Regions from separate parts of the Oryctolagus cuniculus genome. Here region 1 is linked to region 2. A link is a contact called in public Hi-C data. All regions are on one chromosome and are shown on one strand. Each heading gives the region's core, a stretch centred on a gene start, on an enhancer-like site or on the middle of the called end of the contact. The rest is flanking DNA. Distances are from core to core; before and after follow the strand shown. Region 1 overlaps RAI1 (retinoic acid induced 1). Region 2 holds the start of RAI1 (retinoic acid induced 1).

The links. A called contact is a pair of places that touch in the nucleus more often than the background predicts.
Region 1: a Hi-C map of an unstated tissue shows a contact between it and region 2, with 1.6 times the contacts expected there. The contact joins the enhancer-like site here to the promoter of RAI1 in region 2. A contact is called at or near these places in 2 of 6 Hi-C or Micro-C datasets (ear pinna and an unstated tissue).

What each region holds. Positions count from the first base shown.
Region 1 is chr17:62,468,441-62,473,737 of mOryCun1.1, forward strand. The region is part of intron 1 of RAI1 (retinoic acid induced 1); the gene reads left to right. Among named protein-coding and RNA genes, the nearest start is that of RAI1, 43 kb to the left of the region's middle. Within about 2 kb of position 3,326, at least 1 of the 8 cell types and tissues checked has an H3K27ac peak or open chromatin away from gene starts, as enhancers often do.
Region 2 is chr17:62,426,504-62,432,029 of mOryCun1.1, forward strand. It overlaps RAI1 (retinoic acid induced 1), which reads left to right and starts at 1,684. Exons shown (of 5, transcript XM_070061542.1): 1 at 1,684-2,053.

The DNA.
Region 1 (5,297 bases), core at 2,076-4,575, 44 kb after region 2:
ACCTGGCTCCTTGTGCAGTCTTTGGGTGAGGTCTCACGGGCGTGTCCGGGTTTCTGTGTCCCCCCACCCCCGGCAGGTGCGTGCCCCTCTGTGGGCGCAGGTGTAGGTCTGTGGTCGTCTGTAGAGTTCTCTCTTGGGCACGGGGTGTGCCTGCATGCCTCTGTGTGTGTGTGTGTGTGCATTTGTGAGTCCCTGATCACATTTGTGATCAGGGAGGGTGTTGTGTTGAGGGTGGGGGGGGTGTGCTCCTGAGCTTGGCGTGTGCGTGTCTGTGTGAACACACACTTCCTGCTAATGGCCCCAGGAGGGATCCGAGCATCAGGCTTTTGTGCTGTTCTCAAGGTTGCGGCGGGGTGGGGGGAGTGGGGAGGGGGGGACGGCCTTCGGCGGGGAGGGGTGGGCTGGGGGAGGCAAAGGAAACATCTTAAAAGACCATCTTCCCTCTGGTCTCCAAGGAGATCAGCCTGTGAAATGATCCGCACGTTAATTAAAAACGATTATATCCTGATTGAGCCATTCCTACTCACATCTCCCAGCCGAGGAGAGGGTGGATGGGCTGGGGCTGGGGCAGGGTCCGGCTGCAGGGCCCGCTCACGGGGCGGGCAGGGGGAGCAGAGGTGAGGAGGGGCCGGGTGCCCGAGTCGGATGGGACTCCGGGGATGGTCTCTGAGGTCCTGGGCCCGACCCCTGGAACTCCTCCCCCAGGGCCAGGTACCTCCTAGCCTGTTGTCAACGTAAGATTCTGCCGCGTTTGGGGTTTGGGTTTTACAGAAGCATGGTGGACTTGAGGACACGCTGGGGCCCCTTCTTAACTTGCAGCTGCCCCCAGACTCCCACCACGAGCCCCTTCCTCCGCAAGGCTTCCAGGGACAAGGCTGTCTAGGTGGTCCCTTGCACGCTGAGGTTGCTTGTTTCTGAGGTCCACGCTGGGCTGGTGCCCTGGTACCTGTGTGTGCGGGGAGCTGGGTGACTCGCCAGCCCCGGCCACCTTGGGGTCTTCCTTCCCCCTGCCTCTGCCTCCCCCATTGCCAACCCTGCTCCCATGCTGGTTGGTGGCGGGGTGTGTGTCCACACTCCTGGGTGCCTGTGCTGAGACGTTTCTGGAAAAGCCCAGGCCTGGCTGCTCTGTGCCATGCCTGTCTTCACTCACCGCTGGTCAGCCCTGTAGGGACTGTGGGGGTTCCAACAGTCAACCAGAGGGGCCTCAGTCCAGGCTCTCAACAGCAGGTGTCGCCAGGGGGTCTTGAGCGCAGTGGGTGCTTGGAGAGCTGGCTCACCTTGGCATCTGCAGGGCGCTGGCTGGCCACCGTGTCCTGTGCCATCCCACGCACTCTCCCACCTCTGGGCCCCGTTCCTCAGGGCTCTCTTGAGTGGGAGGAGAGAGCTACTCTGTGTGGATCAGCCACACCCAGAGGCACGGTCACAGGCTGTGAGTGGAGCCTTCTTCCGGCTTCTCTCTCTTTACTGTGCGATGGGTATCCTAACTTTCCTGGCAGGACTGTAGGGAAGTTGGGAAAACCAGGTCAAGTTTGTCCCAGTGCCTGGTAGGACCTGGATGCCCAGAGGGGCTCCTCGGTGCACCTGTCTCATCCATCCAGGGCCTCTGTGTGTTGCCCGTGGCCGGGACCTTGGGTTTGCTGGTGTCTGGGGCGGGTGATGTGCTGAGTGCTTTCTCGGAGGCAGTCTGGGCTGTAGGGGGCCCAGAACGTGAGGCTCCATTTCCAGAAGGGACGGGGATGTTCCTGCTTCACCTGGTCCCGCTGAAATTTGTTGGATCCACGCCCGCATTCTTAGGCGGAGTTTGACTAAGTCTGGGATGCCCAAAGAGTGTGTCAGAGGGCCAGGTTGCACCGGGAAAAGCCCCAAGGTCAGGCCCAGGAGAGAGGCAGGTGCCCACTCATCTCACAGGAAGGCGCGGGCACCGGAGCGGGACAGAGAGAGACCCTGCTTGTCGCCGGTCATCCCTGCGAGGTGCACCGCCGCTCAGGGTGGCTCCGGGGACCTTGGGCGCCCCCTCCCTGCCCTGCGAGGGTCAGAGCACTGAAGGCATTCCTTAGAATCAGGCATGCTCCCTTGGAGCAGTGAGCGATCAAAAGCTAACCTCAGCTTTGCATAATGCAGAGGCCGCCAACCAGGGCCTGGCAGGCAGTGCTGGTGAGCTGTGGGGGCCGCCTGCTTCCTTGGGGGTGCAATGCCGCAGGGTGGCACAGGGGTGGGGTGCAGCCAGGGGTGCCCGTCACCCTTCTCGGGAGCCAGGGCTTGCGTGTGTACCCAGTCCAGCCCTGGGTCTGGTTCGCATCCTGGGCCCAGTGATCCTGGCTCAGTGGCTGGCAGTCATGGCGCCAGGCAGGCCTGCAGCACAGGTGGGGCAAGAATGGCGAACCTGGGACTCCCGCAGTGGGTGTGCCCCACTCTGGCCGTGGCCAGGAAGGGCCCTGCGTGGCTGGGGTCAGATGAGGCACTGTCACCAGGATGGAGGCACGGCCCAGGACAAGGGGAGCTGGATGGGGATTGCTGACGCGGGGCCGTGGGAGAAGGGCCGCTGGTGCCGCCTGTGGGAAGACCTGACTCTGGGCTGGCTCCCAGCCCGGAGCCCCTGAGCAGCTGGGAGAGGGGCAGGCCAGGGCAGGTGATGCCCGGGGGCAGCTGTGTGTATCAGTGCCCCGAGAGCTGCCAGGGTGCCAGCCTGGTGCATTTCCCTCACCTACCCCAGTCCCTGTTAGCGGCGCACGAGGGGAGGGTGTGGGAAGTGGGGCACCCACAGCGGGGGTGGGAGCAGGCCACACCCGGCCAGGACCTGGTCCTCCGCCTCCACGGTGCCCCCACTTGACGGGCCGAGTTCCATTTGCTTCCCTGAGTCCTTCCGCGCACGTGTGCCGGCGGCCTCGCGAGTCTGCAAGGAGGCCCTGCCCGAGGAGAGCCCCAGTGGGCATTCTGTAGGAAGGGACGTGGCCTCGAAGCGGGGAGTGTGTGACTGCGGGGGAGAGCGCGTTGGCTGCAGGATGCAGCCTGTTCTGGGCCTGTGTGTGTGTGTGTGTGTGTAAGGCCAAGAGCATGTGTCTGTGTAAGGACCTGATGGCGTTTGTGTGTGTGTGTAAGGGCCTGGTGTGTGTATGCATGAGAGTGTATGTGTATAAGGGCCTGGAGTATGTGTCTGTAAGGCCTGATGTATACGTGTATGTGTGTGTGTAAGGGCCTGGTGTACACGTGTGTGTAAGAGCCTGGTGTGTGTGCACGTGTGTGTCAGGGCCTGGTATGGTGTATGTGTGAGAGTGTGTGTATAAGGGCCTGGAGCATGTGTCTGTGTAAGGGCCTGGTGTGAATGTGTGTGTGTCTGTAAAGGCCTGATGTATGTGTGTGTGTGTGTCAGGGCCTGGTGTGTGAGCACATGTGTGTATGTGTATGTATAAGGGCCTGGGGCATGTGTGTGTGTAAGGGCGTGGAGCATGTGTGTGTCAGGGCCTGGTGTGTGTGCATGTGCATGTGTGTGTAAGGGCCCGGTGTGTGCATGCATGCATGTGTGTGTGTCAGGGCCTGGTGTGTGCGTGTGTCGGCCTGGTGTGTGCGTGCATGCATGTGTGTGTAAGGGCCTGGTGTGTGTGCGCGTGTGTAAGGGCCTGGTGTATGCGTGCATGCATGTGTGTGTCAGGGCCTGGTGTGTGCATGCGTGTGTGTAAGGGCCTGATGAGAGAGAATTCGAGAGACGACAGTGTGCCGCAGGCTGACCTAGGCAGTGGGCAGAGAAGCATGGCCCAGGCCAGGTGTGGCTGGAGCAGAGGTTCTGCACGGGCCTGGCCTGGGCCGCCTGGGTGCAGGCAGGTCCTGGCTGGGGCTGTGTGCCCTCTGGGCTTCTCGCTGGATCTGGCAGGTGGGGTGTGGCCTGGCGAGGAACTTCCTCCTTCTGCCTTGTCCTGGAGGCCTCCCGTCTTCCCCTACAGAGCTCCTCCCTGCAGCCCACGGCAGCTCCGCTGGGGCCCCTGCAGCCCGAGCGACTAGGCCGGCGGGGACCGTTAAATCCCCGCTGGGGAAGGAGGTGGCCCTTGGGGGCAGAAATTACTGCCTGGCAGATTCTAATTCTCTAAAAGACAGCTCAGGGGGGAGGGCGGTCCTAGCTCCATTGTCCAGATGAAGAAACTGAGGCTTGGAGAGGTCGGGCCACTCTGGCTGCAGGTCCTAACCCAGGCTGGGGGCTCCCTGGATCTCTGGGCAGGGGCGGGCACTGCTGGACGCCAGGGAGGCGAGGCTGTCTAATGGTGGAGGCCTGAGGCAGGGATGGGTCTGGGCAAGCCAGACCTGCTTCAGGACTCCTCACAAGCCTGCCTCTTGTTTGGGGGTCTTCTGTCTGGGGGACAGGGGTTGGGATCACAGGTCACCCTGGAGGGAGTTGGCCACCTCCCCGGGGCTGGGGGCCTCGAGCTGATTTGGCCGTGCTGTGTGTCTCGAGATGAGGGAGGGCTCTCTCTGGGTGACTCTGCACCTGGTCTCCCAGGGTTCCCCGCTGGCCTCGACGGTGTGATCGGCTGAGAAGGTCAAAGCCAGCAGCCTTCCCGAAACCACTTTCTTCCCGGCTTTGTCCCACAGGCGCCTCCTGAGGCCGGGGTGGGCCAGCAGTCTCCTCTCCAGGGACACGATGCTCCCGCAGTCACCGTGGCCCCTTCCCCAAAGGGCTTCACTCCCAGGCTCTGAGCAGGGCCTGCGCCTCCCTTGCACAGTCCGCCTGTCATCCACAGAGGGGCGGAGCAAGAACAGCACTTGTGAACTCAGGCCTGGGGTCCTCTGCTGCAGCCCTCACACAGGCACTGTGTGGCCGGCACAGCATTTAAACAAACAAACAGCATCAGGGCTGGCTTTGTGGTGCATTGGTTAAGTTGCATCCCATATGGGCACCAGTTCGAGTCCTGGCTGCTCCACTTCCCATCCAGCTCCCTGCTGATGCGCCTGGGAAAGCAGTGGAAGATGGCCCAAGTGCTTGGACTCCTGCCACCCACGTAGGAGACCCAGATGAAGCTCCTGGCTCCTGGCTTCTGCCTATTCCAGCCCTGGCTGATGTAGCCATTTGGAGAGTGAGCCAGCAGATAAAAGATCTCTGTCTCTGTCTCTCTTGATCTCTGTATGTGTGTGTGTGTGTGTGTGTGTCTCCCTCTCTGTAACTGCCTTTCAAATAAACAAATAAAAAATCTTAAAAAAAAAAAAAAGGCTTTCAGACTTCATGTAAAAATCCTACATTTTGCTTCTCTTAAAAACAACTGGGAGGCGGGCATCATGGTGCAGTGGGTTAAGCTGCCACTTGGGGTACC
Region 2 (5,526 bases), core at 434-2,933:
CCCTCCCCGCCCCTCCCCCCGCAAAAACAAAAAACTCCATCTGTGCCTCTAAGCCCCAAGCATATGGCCCAGTGTCCCCAAACCTGGTAAATTCTAGCAAGTTAAAAAGAAAACTCACACACACACACACAACTCACACCAAAGTCCAAAGCCAGACGCCTTCTCTGGGTAGAGTTAGCCTGAGACCCCCATGTAAGGGAAGCAGAAGGCCCCCAGGGTCCCTCCTCTGTGTCCCGCTGAGTTTCCCGAGTCTGGGCTTCCCTGTAGGGTCTCCCTAGGAGCAGGTTAAGGCAAGGCGGGGAGGGTGGGAGGTGAGGCCCGGAGGGGACTACAGAGACATCTAGCATTTTATTTGATAAAGATTGATTGATTGATTGATTTGAAAGGCAGAGTTACAGAAAGAGAGACAGACAGAAAGAATCTTCCATCTGCTGGTTCCCTCCCCAAGCTGTTGGCTACAACAGCTGGGCCAGGCCAAAGCCAGGAGCCTGGAGCTCCATCCGGGTCTCCCACATGCGTGGCAGGGGCCCGAGCACTTGGGCCATCTTCCGCTGCTGCCTGCCCAGGCACATTAAGCAGGGAGCTGGATCGGAAGTGGAGCAGCCGGGACTCATGGGGGATGGCAGCGGTGCGGGTGGCGGCTTAACCTTGCTGAGCCACGACCCCATCCTGCTGAGTGCCCCCGGGCACCACGCATCGACAGTGGGCACTGCCATCATCTCCACCCTACAGAGGGGGAAACTGGAATGCAAAGCCCACAGCCACTCAGAGGAGCGATCCCCGCGGCACCACAGTTCACGGCGTGCTCCCAGCGTCTGTCTGTCTGTCTGTCTGTCCACACTGCCCTGGGCGCTGGCGGCCAGGCCCGGCTGTCACCTTTCTCTGAAGACCCCCGGGGGCAGGGAACTCCATCACTGCCTGCCTCAGTTTCCTGACGAAGAGGGGTTGCCAGGATCAGAGAGGGCCTGGGGCTGGGCCCATCCCAACTCCTGCTGTCAGAGACCAGGGTACTGAGGTTGGGGGGGGGGCACTCACTTTCCTGAATCACCCAGAAGCTCTGACACCTCAGGGCCCCTCATCCCAATCACCAGCTTCTCACCGGCCACAGGGCCTTTGCACCTGCTGGTCTTCCACCCCCTCCCCCAGCTCCCAGCTCTAGCCCAGCCAGTTCTTTCCTGCTCTTCGCTCACCTCCTGCTAAGTAGCCAGTCTCCATCACTTCACCTGCTAACTTTAGAATTCCGTGTTTCTGTTTGCCCCGGCTCCTTCTGCCAGGAAGCCAGCTCCGCGACAGCGGGGACCATACTGGTCACTGTTGACTCCTCTACACCCAGCAAGGTGCTAAAGACAGTGGTGTCCAGCGCAGGGGGTGCTGTGAACGCCAAAACCGCTTCTCCAACTGTGCAAAGGCGAGTACAGGAGAGGGCTGGGGCGAGGGTGACGGCGGAGGGGCCTGGGGCTGGAAGCGCCACCCCCAGAGTTCCCGAATCCCCCAGCCCCCATCCGACCCCAGACCCCTTGCTCCAGGGCTGCGCTCAGGCCGCCTCCCCGCGGAGCCTCGCCGGCCGGGGCCGCGTAGTGGGGCGCGCGGGCCGCCAGGGGGTGCTGTCGGGGCGCGCACGGCCCACCCGGCGCCCGGGGCCGCGAGCGAGCGCAGCCAGGCCGCCCGCCCGCCCGCCCGCCCGGGAACTTTTCCTCGCGCTCTCGCGCTCCTGCTCCCCCCGCGCGGCGCCCGCCCGCTCTTCCTGTGCGGAGCGGATCGCATTTCCCCGCGGCACCCGCGGACACCAGGCAGGCCGTGCCGGCTTGCGCGGCCAGGGCGCCGCCCCCCGCCCGCGGCGGGGCTGCGAGAGGCGAGTTGGGGAGCCGAGGCGGCGGCGAGGGCGAGAGGCCAGCCGAGCAGGCCGCCCTGGCCGCGGCCCGCACGCCGGCGCGAGGAGGGGGCGCCGCGGTCCACCTCCTTCCGCCCTGACCCCCATGGCCGCCGGGGCCTGCAGGCCGCGACGTCGCAGCGCCAGGCCCGGCGGGGCCCCCGAGTGAGCGCGGGCGCCGAGGTGAGCAGCGGGCGCTGGGCGTGCGCGCGCTCGGGGCCGGGTGGAGACGGGGGTCCGTGGGGGTCGTTGCTTTGTGTGGCGGTGAGGGTGGCCGAGGTCAGCGGCCGGGGGGCGCGCGGAGCGGGGGCGAGCGTGGCCAGGGCCCCCGAGTGCACCGCGGCGCGGCGTGGGGGGCCGCGGGGGCCGCTTGCGCGTCGCCGGGGCGGGGGGCGCGAGGGGAGCTTTGTTGAGCGCGTTGGGTGTGTGTGTGTGTGTGTGTGTGTGTGTGTGTGCGGGGGCGGGGGGAAGGCGGGGAGCGGCTCCTCCGTGCGTGACCGGGGCCGCCGCGGCCCACGCGTGGGAGTCGGGGCGGCGAGCGGGGCGCTCTGGGCGCGCAGCCCTCTCCCCGGGGCCCGCGCGGCGCCCGGGGCCTGTGCGCAGGCCCCGGCGGACGGCCGGGCAGGAAGCGGCCCCCGCGCCCCGGGGCGCTCCGTGGTGGCCGGGCCTGGGGCGCGCGCGGGCCCCGCGCGGGTGACGTCACAGGCAGCCCCCCGGGACCCGCGAACCTGGCGCCCCCCCAGGCTGGGCTCCCCCGCCGCCTGCCACCCCCTGCCCCTTCCCGCAAGCCCTGGAGGAGGGGACGCGCGCAGCAGGGGCGAGGGGCCGCGGGGCAGGACGCGGGGGTGACACTTGGAGCTCGGGTCGCGCCGGGGGGCTCGGAGGAGGGGTTGGGTGGGGAAGCGAAACAGCAGGCAGGCCCTAGGCCGCCGCGGCCCCGGCTTCCTGGGGCGCCAGGTCCAGGGTGCGCTCCACGGGCCGGGGTCGGAGTGCGGGCCGCAGCGGCGCGCGCCCCCCTGGGGATCCACCGCGCCCCCCACCCCAACCCCGGGCCGCGAGCTAGGTAACAATGCGCCGTGGGGGGCTGGGGGAGGGGAGGCCGCGCGCCCGAATGGCGGACCCGGGCCCGCGCCGCCGCCGCCGCCGCGCGCCCGCCCGCCCGGGCGCCACGCGGGACCCGCGCGCCCCCTCCCCCGCGCCGCGCCGTGTGGAGGCTTCAAGGGCATTACATCTGGTTGCAATCCGGTGTCTTGCTGCCTGGCCCGGGCTGCTGACGTCAGAGCACGGGAATTACTTCTTTTTATTTTATCTTTTTTTTTTTTTTTTTTTTAGTGGTCTGCTGCTTTGGGAGGGGGGCGGGGTGGGGAAGAACTGTGATGTGGAGGCGCCAGCGCCTAGGGTGGGATTGGGGGGGTGGGGAGATCCAGGCCGGTGGGGGGGGGCGCTGCGTCTCCCCTTGCCACGCGCCCCCGCCCTCACTGACCACATATCTGCATATCCAGGCTCTTGCTGGACGCGGAGCTGGACGCTGGAGAAGAGGCTTTGGGTTTGCCACACCTCGCCCCCCCCATAGTTGGGAGGGTATTTGGGGGGCCCCTCCCCCAGGGGTAAAGGGAACCGGCCTTTTGGGTGACACAGAGAAGTGGACTGGGGCGTTTTGGTCTCAGGAGAAGGGTGCAGCCGCAGGAGGGGGGTGATCTAGGCTCCCACTGCCCAGAGCCCCTCGCCCCTCGCTCCCACTGCCCCTCGCCCCTCGCCCCTCGCCCCTCGCCTTACAACCATCTTTCTCTCCCGCGGGATCTCCCAGCCTGTGCCCAAGTGGTCCCTGGGACCTGTAGGGAGCAGCTGATTTTGCATCGTGTTCCCTAAATGTAAAACCAAACGAGAAGTTAGAGAAAGAGCCTGCTACCCTGTCTGCTGGTCTGTGATAACTCTCTCTTCTGGTCTGTTTCATTTAAAAGAAAATTCCGCACCCCTGGCGTTGGGGTGCAGCGGGGCTGAGCTGCCTGCTTGCATCCTGCGCAGGTCCTGGCTTCCCACTTGTGTGCCGCGGGGCAGGCAGCCGGGAGATGCCGGAAGTGCTGGGGTCCCCCTGCCACCCACATAGGAGACCCAGCCGTGGGGGGGACCCGGATGGAGTTGGGGGCTCCTGGCTGCAGTCAGCCTGGCCCAGACCAACTGTGGGGAAGAAGAGCTGCAGATGGGACATCTTCCCTTTCTCTCTTTCTCACACTCACTCGCCCTGTCACTCTGCCTTTTGCAGAAATAAAATAATTTTAAAAAATTGCTGTTGGACCCACGAGATTGATTTTACTGTCAGCTGATAGATCAGACTGGGAGTTTGAAGCAAACAGGACTGGGAAGTGAACCTGCTGTTGATTCCTTCAGCAAACATTAAGACCATGGAGTCCTGTCTTTTTTTTTTTTTTTTATGACAAGTAACGGCACGGCTGTGGCCTCACGTTGACCAGTGCTGGTGACTTGTACAGAGCACAAGTCCCCCGCAGGCAGCCGCCCCAGCCCCAGGTGTGGGAAGTGAATTGCAGACACACAGGTGTTTTCTGTCCCCAGGCACCTGGCTTCTGTGTTGCGCACAGGAGCCTGGCCCTGCTGTGGCTGGGGCCCCTCCCCTCCCCGGCCCTTTCCTGGCTGTGTCTGGGTGAGGTTCCGGGTGACCCTGGCTGCCCACATCCTCTGTGCCTGCCCTGCCTCTCCGTGCCTCGGTATCCCTGCTGGGGCTGAGGGGAGTACAGCAGTTGTGACCTCATGGGACCACAGTGGCAGTGTGGGACGGTGGCTGTCCCCAGGCGTGCCCGGCACTTCCATCTTTATGGCTGTGGCTACTGCTTCATGTTATCGCGATTTTATGGCCGCGGTGGCTCATATTCGTACCTCGTCGCTTTCTCTTCTGTTTGTCTTTAAAAAATTGAGAGGCCAAGCCGCCGCCTGCGATGCCAGCGCCCCAGGAATGCTAGTTTGAGTCCTGGCCTCTCCACTTCCGATCCGACTCCCTGTGGATGCACCTGGGAAAGCAGAAGAAGATGGTCCAAGTGCTTGGGCCCCTGCACCCACGTGGGAGACCCTTGGGGAAGCTCCTGGCTGTTTTTGCCATTTGGGGAGTGAACCAGCAGATGGAAGGTATATCTCTCTCTAACTCTGCCTTTCAAATAAATACACTTTTTTTTTTTTTTTTTGACAGGCAGAGTGGACAGTGAGAGAGAGAGACAGAGAGAAAGGTCTTTTTTTTGCCGTTGGTTCACCCTCCAATGGCCGCCACAGCCGGCGCGCTGCGGCCGGCGCACCGCGCTGATCCGATGGCAGGAGCCAGGAGCCAGGTGCTTTTCCTGGTCTCCCATGGGGTGCAGGGCCCAAGCACCTGGGCCATCCTCCACTGCACTCCCTGGCCACAGCAGAGAGCTGGCCTGGAAGAGGGGCAACCGGGACTAGAACCCGGTGTGCCGGCGCCGCTAGGTGGAGGATTAGCCTAGTGAGCCGCGGCGCCGGCCAAATAAATATACTTTTTTAAAAAATAAATTATTTGAGAAGCAGACAGAGCACCAGCCCTCATCTGCTGGTTCACTCTCCAAATGCCCACAATGGCAGAGGCTGGGCTGGGGTAGAAGCCAGGAGCCAGGCGCTGCATCCAGGTCTCCCAT